2 separate regions of the Sus scrofa genome follow, and region 2 is linked to region 1. Evidence: chromatin contacts called from public HiChIP or PLAC-seq data. All regions are on one chromosome and are shown on one strand. The core of a region is the stretch at or near the end of the contact, and the rest is flanking DNA. Distances in the headings are between cores, read along the strand shown. Region 1 overlaps NEK10 (serine/threonine-protein kinase Nek10). Region 2 overlaps SLC4A7 (sodium bicarbonate cotransporter 3).

The links. HiChIP or PLAC-seq counts read pairs in DNA pulled down with a chosen protein or histone mark.
Region 2: an H3K27ac HiChIP or PLAC-seq map of skeletal muscle shows a contact between it and region 1. The contact joins two enhancer-like sites. A contact is called at or near these places in 19 of 47 Hi-C or Micro-C datasets (brain, embryonic fibroblasts, fetal heart ventricle and 10 more) and 1 of 2 datasets of contacts at active chromatin or transcription factors (skeletal muscle).

What each region holds. Positions count from the first base shown.
Region 1 is chr13:13,871,423-13,874,430 of Sscrofa11.1, forward strand. All of the region lies in intron 6 of NEK10 (serine/threonine-protein kinase Nek10), which reads right to left. Among named protein-coding and RNA genes, the nearest start is that of NEK10, 59 kb to the right of the region's middle. Within about 2 kb of position 1,624, at least 11 of the 83 cell types and tissues checked have an H3K27ac peak or open chromatin away from gene starts, as enhancers often do. A contact at or near this core is called in skeletal muscle, where this site is marked.
Region 2 is chr13:14,021,750-14,024,716 of Sscrofa11.1, forward strand. The region is part of intron 1 of SLC4A7 (sodium bicarbonate cotransporter 3); the gene reads right to left. Among named protein-coding and RNA genes, the nearest start is that of SLC4A7, 20 kb to the right of the region's middle. Within about 2 kb of position 1,647, at least 6 of the 83 cell types and tissues checked have an H3K27ac peak or open chromatin away from gene starts, as enhancers often do. A contact at or near this core is called in skeletal muscle, where this site is marked.

The sequences.
Region 1 (3,008 bases), core at 374-2,873:
GACACACTGAATTTCAACATGATCCCCAGGTAATCTGCACACCCAATAAAACTCGAGAAGCATTGCTCTAGACTAGACCACAGGGTTTCTCCTTGAAATGATTTGGCTAATGGTCTTTATTAAACCCACACCCTAAACAAGTGTAAGGATAATCACTGGAAAATGCCCTCTGATATAGGTCTTTAAAATCAATTCCCAACAAGAAGGCATTGCATGAAATTTCTGAAACTGCCCCAAAGTGCTAATTAAGAAAGAGGAGTTCGAAATTATCGCAACCTTGTAAATCAACTATACTTCAATAAAACTTTTAAAAAAAGAGAGACATCAAAAAAAGAAAAAAGAAAAGAAAGAAAGGAGTTCCCTGGTAGCCTAGTGGGTTAAGGATCTGGCATTGTCACTACAGCAGCTCAGACCACTGCTGTGGCACAGGTTTGGTGCCTGGCCTGGGAATTTCTGCATGCCACAGGCACAGCCAAAGATTAAAAAAAATAAATAATAATAATAATTAACAAAAGAGAGAGGGCTGGGAGTGTGGAGTTGTGGAAGGAGCTAGTTTGGAACTCTACTACGTACAGGAAACACTCTCAGGTTACTCACACTGACACTGATCTCAGGGTAAACATGTTTCAAGTGGCCTTGACCTGTTTAAAGCTGTGCTGACACCTCTCTCCTTACTGGACAGGCACTCGAGAATGTTATTGGAAGTACAGACATTGGCCATCATTGCAATTCTGGGACGTGCAGGAGGTTGAGGATGCAGCCCCTAAGGCCAAGGGGGCAGCTAGGGAGAGGCTCGGTCGGGGGCTCAAGGCTTCCTGGGTCAAAGTCTCCTTATTCTGTGCAAAGGGGATTTGGAAACAACATAACCCTTTTTTATACTAAGAATGAAGGTACATTTATAACTCAATTAAAAATAGTTCTGAGGAGTTCCTGTCGTGGCACAGTGGTTAACGAATCCGACTAGGAACCATGAGGTTGCGGGTTCGGTCCCTGCCCTTGCTCAGTGGGTTAACGATCTGGCGTTGCCGTGAGCTGTGGTGTAGGTTGCAGACGCGGCTCGGATCCCGCGTTGCTGTGGCTCTGGCGTAGGCCGGTGGCTGCAGCTCCGATTCAACCCCTAGCCTGGGAACCTCCATATGCCACGGGAGCGGCCCAAGAAATAGCAACAATAACAACAACAACAACAACAACAACAACAAAAAAAAGACAAAAGACAAAAAAAAAAAATAGTTCTGTGACTACCTACTAATTTGAATTCCCATTATTGCAATTTCACTTTAGAAGAACTATTAATTAAAGAACCTATGAATACTGTATACATTATGCTAATTGCAGCAGGACAGTTTATACATACAAAAATAAAAACAACATTTTACAATCACTTATATCTTTTCAACAATTTTTTTCCCCATTCCTGTTTAGTAAAATCCCCGGGTTAGGCTCTGAAGGGGACACACATACGTATAAGTCAGAGGTTGACTTCACTGAGCTATGAGCAAGCATATGTAGACATACAAATAAGTGGAATTGAGGACAGAATTTAGGGAATTTAGGGAGTTCCTGCTGTAGCCCAACAGCGTCTCTGGAGTGCTGGGATGACGCAAGTATGATCCAAAGCCTGGCACAGTGGGTTAAGGATCTGGCATTGTGGCAGTTGTGGCATAGGTCGCAACTGTGGCTCAGTCTGATCCCTGGCCCAGGAACTCCATATGCCACAAGGCAGCCAGAAAAAAAAAAAAAAAAAAAAAGAAGCAGAATTTGGTCAGCATTATAAGAAAATTATACATGAGGTGCTATGACACCCAAGAGGACGGACATGCAATCATCTTCTGAGAGGGCTAAGGAAAACTTCCTAAGGACGGTAGCCTCTGCACGGGCTCAGAAGGATGGATAGATCTGCTGAGAAAACACGGAGGAAGAGGGGGAAACAAAGGGGATTCCAAGCAAAGACAACAGCAGGCTCCAAGGAACACAGAACTTGCGTAAAAAGAACATCAAGATGTTCCACAACTGTGAAAAGCACTTCCCTGACTCCATGAGGGGAAGTGTTGGGAGTTATGTTAGAAAAACAGAGTGTGAGCCAACCGTGGGAGGACTTGGACATGAGCCTGACTTTGAACTTGGCCAGGCAGGCCTGAGGATAGCATGTGAACAAGGGCTGATCCAAATCAGCCGTGAGGACTTTCCTCTGGTCTTGGGGTGACCTGGAGTGGGAAGCTGGTTTGGGGGCAGGTGGGAAGAGGTGTGGGGAAGCCGGCCGTCTTAGAAGTGGTGTGAGCACCTACCCCTGCAGACCCACGGGGAGAAAGGGAACAGAGAGGGCATCAGGTGCTGGCAAATCCAGGTCACGAATGAGACAAGGGCACAAAACTGAAATCTGCCATCACTGACATGAAGGAGATTTAAATCGGAAGCTTGGAAGGGTGAAGACACCAGAGAAAGAATAATGGGTCAGTGATTGGTCAGAGTCAATTTTTAATGTTTCCCTTGACATTACCTATCCAATAAGCAATGTGGATGATATGAAACTAAGTCCCTGTTTCCCAAACTATGTCCTGGAAATATTCATTTTATTCCATGCAATGGGTGGTACTAGGCATTCTATTTCAAAAAAAAAAAAAATTTCAGGATCAAACAATAGGTTAAACTGAGTGTAACACATGATTTTATCATAGACTGAAACTCCTCAGAGCTTTAATGTACTGCTATGCCCTTAGGTCCCCAGCAGGAGAACCAGTGGGCAGCTTTCCTAAATGTCACTGACTGCAGCGCCCTTCTTTTCACAGGATACTGACCTCACCTGGGGACCAGAGTTTGAGAAGTGCTGTTATAAAGTATAGAAAGGGGCCTGTGGAGTTCCCGTCGTGGCGCAGTGGTTAACGAATCCGACTAGGAACCATGAGGTTGCGGGTTCGGTCCCTGCCCTTGCTCAGTGGGTTAACGATCTGGCGTTGCCGTGAGCTGTGGTGTAGGTTGCAGACGCGGCTTGGATCCCGCGTTGCTGTGGC
Region 2 (2,967 bases), core at 397-2,896, 150 kb after region 1:
GGTAAGGCCAAGTATGTTTACTGCTTAAATTGCAAAAAAATAAAAATAAAACAACTTGAAAGCAAATGGGGGATGACTGATTACCATGCAATATTATAAAGATAAAAGAATGAGAGGGAAATACAAGGTCCCATTCAATAGATATCAGTAATATACTGTTAAGAAACAAGCAAGTTTTAGTTATATGCTTAGTATGATCATATTTTTTATGTTTTACAAAGGATAAAACATTGTGAGTGTATGTTTATACAAACATAATGTAAACACAAAGTATAGGAGGATATACAGGTTGGTCAATCTGTTTCAAAAAAGATCATGCTTCTCTAAAAATCTATTAATTCAATACATAGCATTTAATATCAAAGATAACCATAAGGAAGTCACTAATGGTGAAAAATTACCATTGTACTCAATTCTTCAAAACTATGACTAATTTTTTTTTGTCCACGCCTGCAGCATGTGAATGTTCCCACACCAGGGACTGAACCTGCAAAGACAACCCTGGATTCTTAACCTGCTAAGCCACAAGGGAACTCCAAAACTATGACTAATTTATATTTTAATAAATACAATTTTCGTAACAAGGCAAATAACATCTTTGAAAGCACATTTCACAAGGTCAGAAGATGGTTCAAAATTTTCAACATATTCCCCTTCAATTTTCTAAAAATGAGTCTGTAGGCACAGTGAAAAAAAAAAAAAAAAAAAAAAAAAAAAAAAAAAAAAAACCTAACATTTTTCAGCATCTAAGTCAGAAAAATAATGTAATCACATAAACTGATTTTTTTTTTAATGTTAAATGCAGGAAAAAGATGTATTAAGCTTAGAATCCACCAAAGAGGAAAATAATCTGGAAATTTAAGCTAGCTACAGAATTGTACAGGAGTTCCCATCGTGGTTCAGTGGTTAATGAACCTGACTAGCATCCATGAGGATACGGGTTTGATCCCTGGCCTCGCTCAGTAGATTAACAATCTGGCTTTGCTACGGCTATGGTGTAGGCCAACAGCTACAGCTCTGGTTCGAACCCTACCCTGGGATCCTCCATGTGCCGAGGGTGCAGCCCTAAAAAGACAAAGAAAAAAAGAGAGAGAGAGAGAGAATCATACAGGAATGAAAATGATCAAGTAAGCACATTTGGTAGCCATTTAAATTCCCTTTGCGGATACAAAGCTAGTGTTTTAGCAAAGGAACAGAATACTGAGAGTAACTGCTAGTAATGCAGCTAGTGCTACTGACATAACACAAAGAACCCATAAAAGTTTCTCTTCATTTGACCAAAAAGGGGAGGTGCATTCTTAATACAAATAAAACATAAATTAACATCTTGAAAAGTTTTACTTTCGTCATATATTCCTAAATTCTTTAGAAATAAAAGTGTGGAGGAGTTCCCCGGTGGCTCGGCAGGTTAAGGATCCAGCATTGCCACTGCTGTGGCAGAAGTTCTATGCCTGGCTCGGGAACTTCTGCTGGCTACAGGTGTGCCAAAAAGAAAGCAAGGAAGAAAAAAAAAGAAACAGAAGTGTGAGAAAACAATATCCTTTAATAACGGATGGGCAAGGAAGTCATTTCTACTTCTTAGGCACATACACTATGGTTATTACCAGCTTTTATGCCATCGGCGGATGCCAATAACAGGGATCACTTACTAAAAATACGCTTGACACACATTCTTTCATTTACAATCCTAAACAGTTCTAGGAGAAGATACTACTATCCTAAATATATGAGAGAAATAAGTCGTTTTCCCAAGTTCCCACAGCTTGTACTGGGAGAAGCTGGAACTTAAAATTATGTCGTTTGCTTTCAGGGACATGCACTTTTCAGGAGGCCACTTACAAACATTATTTTTAATTCTCACTGTGAGAAACCCTGTAAGCTGATCACTTCCCAAACCAGGGCTGTCTGACTTCACAGCCTAAGTAAGCTCTTTCCACTAGGCCACATACCTTCCCCTAGTTACACAACATGTAATTTCATTTGCTCATATGCCTTGTTCAGGGAATTATAAGTAAAATAAAAAGTACTCACAATTACAAAAACATTCACCTAATTACTTTCAATGCTTAAAACTATTAGAAATTTGGTAACAGCCTAGTAACCACCATAAAAAGCAAAAACTGTAACACAATAACAGTACTAATATTATAATACATATATGGAGATATTATTTTACTTTGGTTTCCACAGATAAATTTGAAGCAAATAGCCAAGAAGAAGGAAAAGTTTCTGTAAAACATAAGGAAATCTAATTTTAAAACATTCTTCTGAGAGTAGCAATGCCAGTTCATACCTCTCCCCATCGCTAAGTATCATTGCTGCGTTCACACTGCTCAAACCAATTAGGGTCTCACTACTCCTTCATCAACTCACTACTAACCGTCAACGGAGGGTAACTGGCCTTCATCCATGCAGGGTAAAAGCGCCATCTGGTGGCTATCAGACACAGGGACTTTTCCTCCTACTGTTGCTTACAATAAAGAGAATAACTAAATAGCTGTTGCAGGCAAAGAAATTAAGAGTTTGAAAAAACTTTCCTGGAAGTTGGTTTTAAAAACCTGATATTTGATTTCATTCAAAAAAACTTAAATACTAAATATATTAATAAATATTCCATTTATAAATTAGGATATTCAGGATACAGTAGAGCTGTACTTTTCACATGGGCATTTTATATGCACCACTAAATGATCAATGTGTTATAGTGAAGCACAATTATAGTCACATTTTTAACATTGTTTCAAATACCCGCAGCACTCTGGAATTTTGTTTTCAAACATATGTTTACACATCTATAATACCATGAAAATTAAAGAGCTGAAGAATCTAATTCACAGATAAAATATAGTTAACAGAGTAAAAACTGTCTTACCAAAAACTTACCAGAAACAAAAACATAATGACAAAAAATGGCAAGTGTACTTAGCAAAATGCATCTCTATTTTTCTTAATAATACTGCACATTTA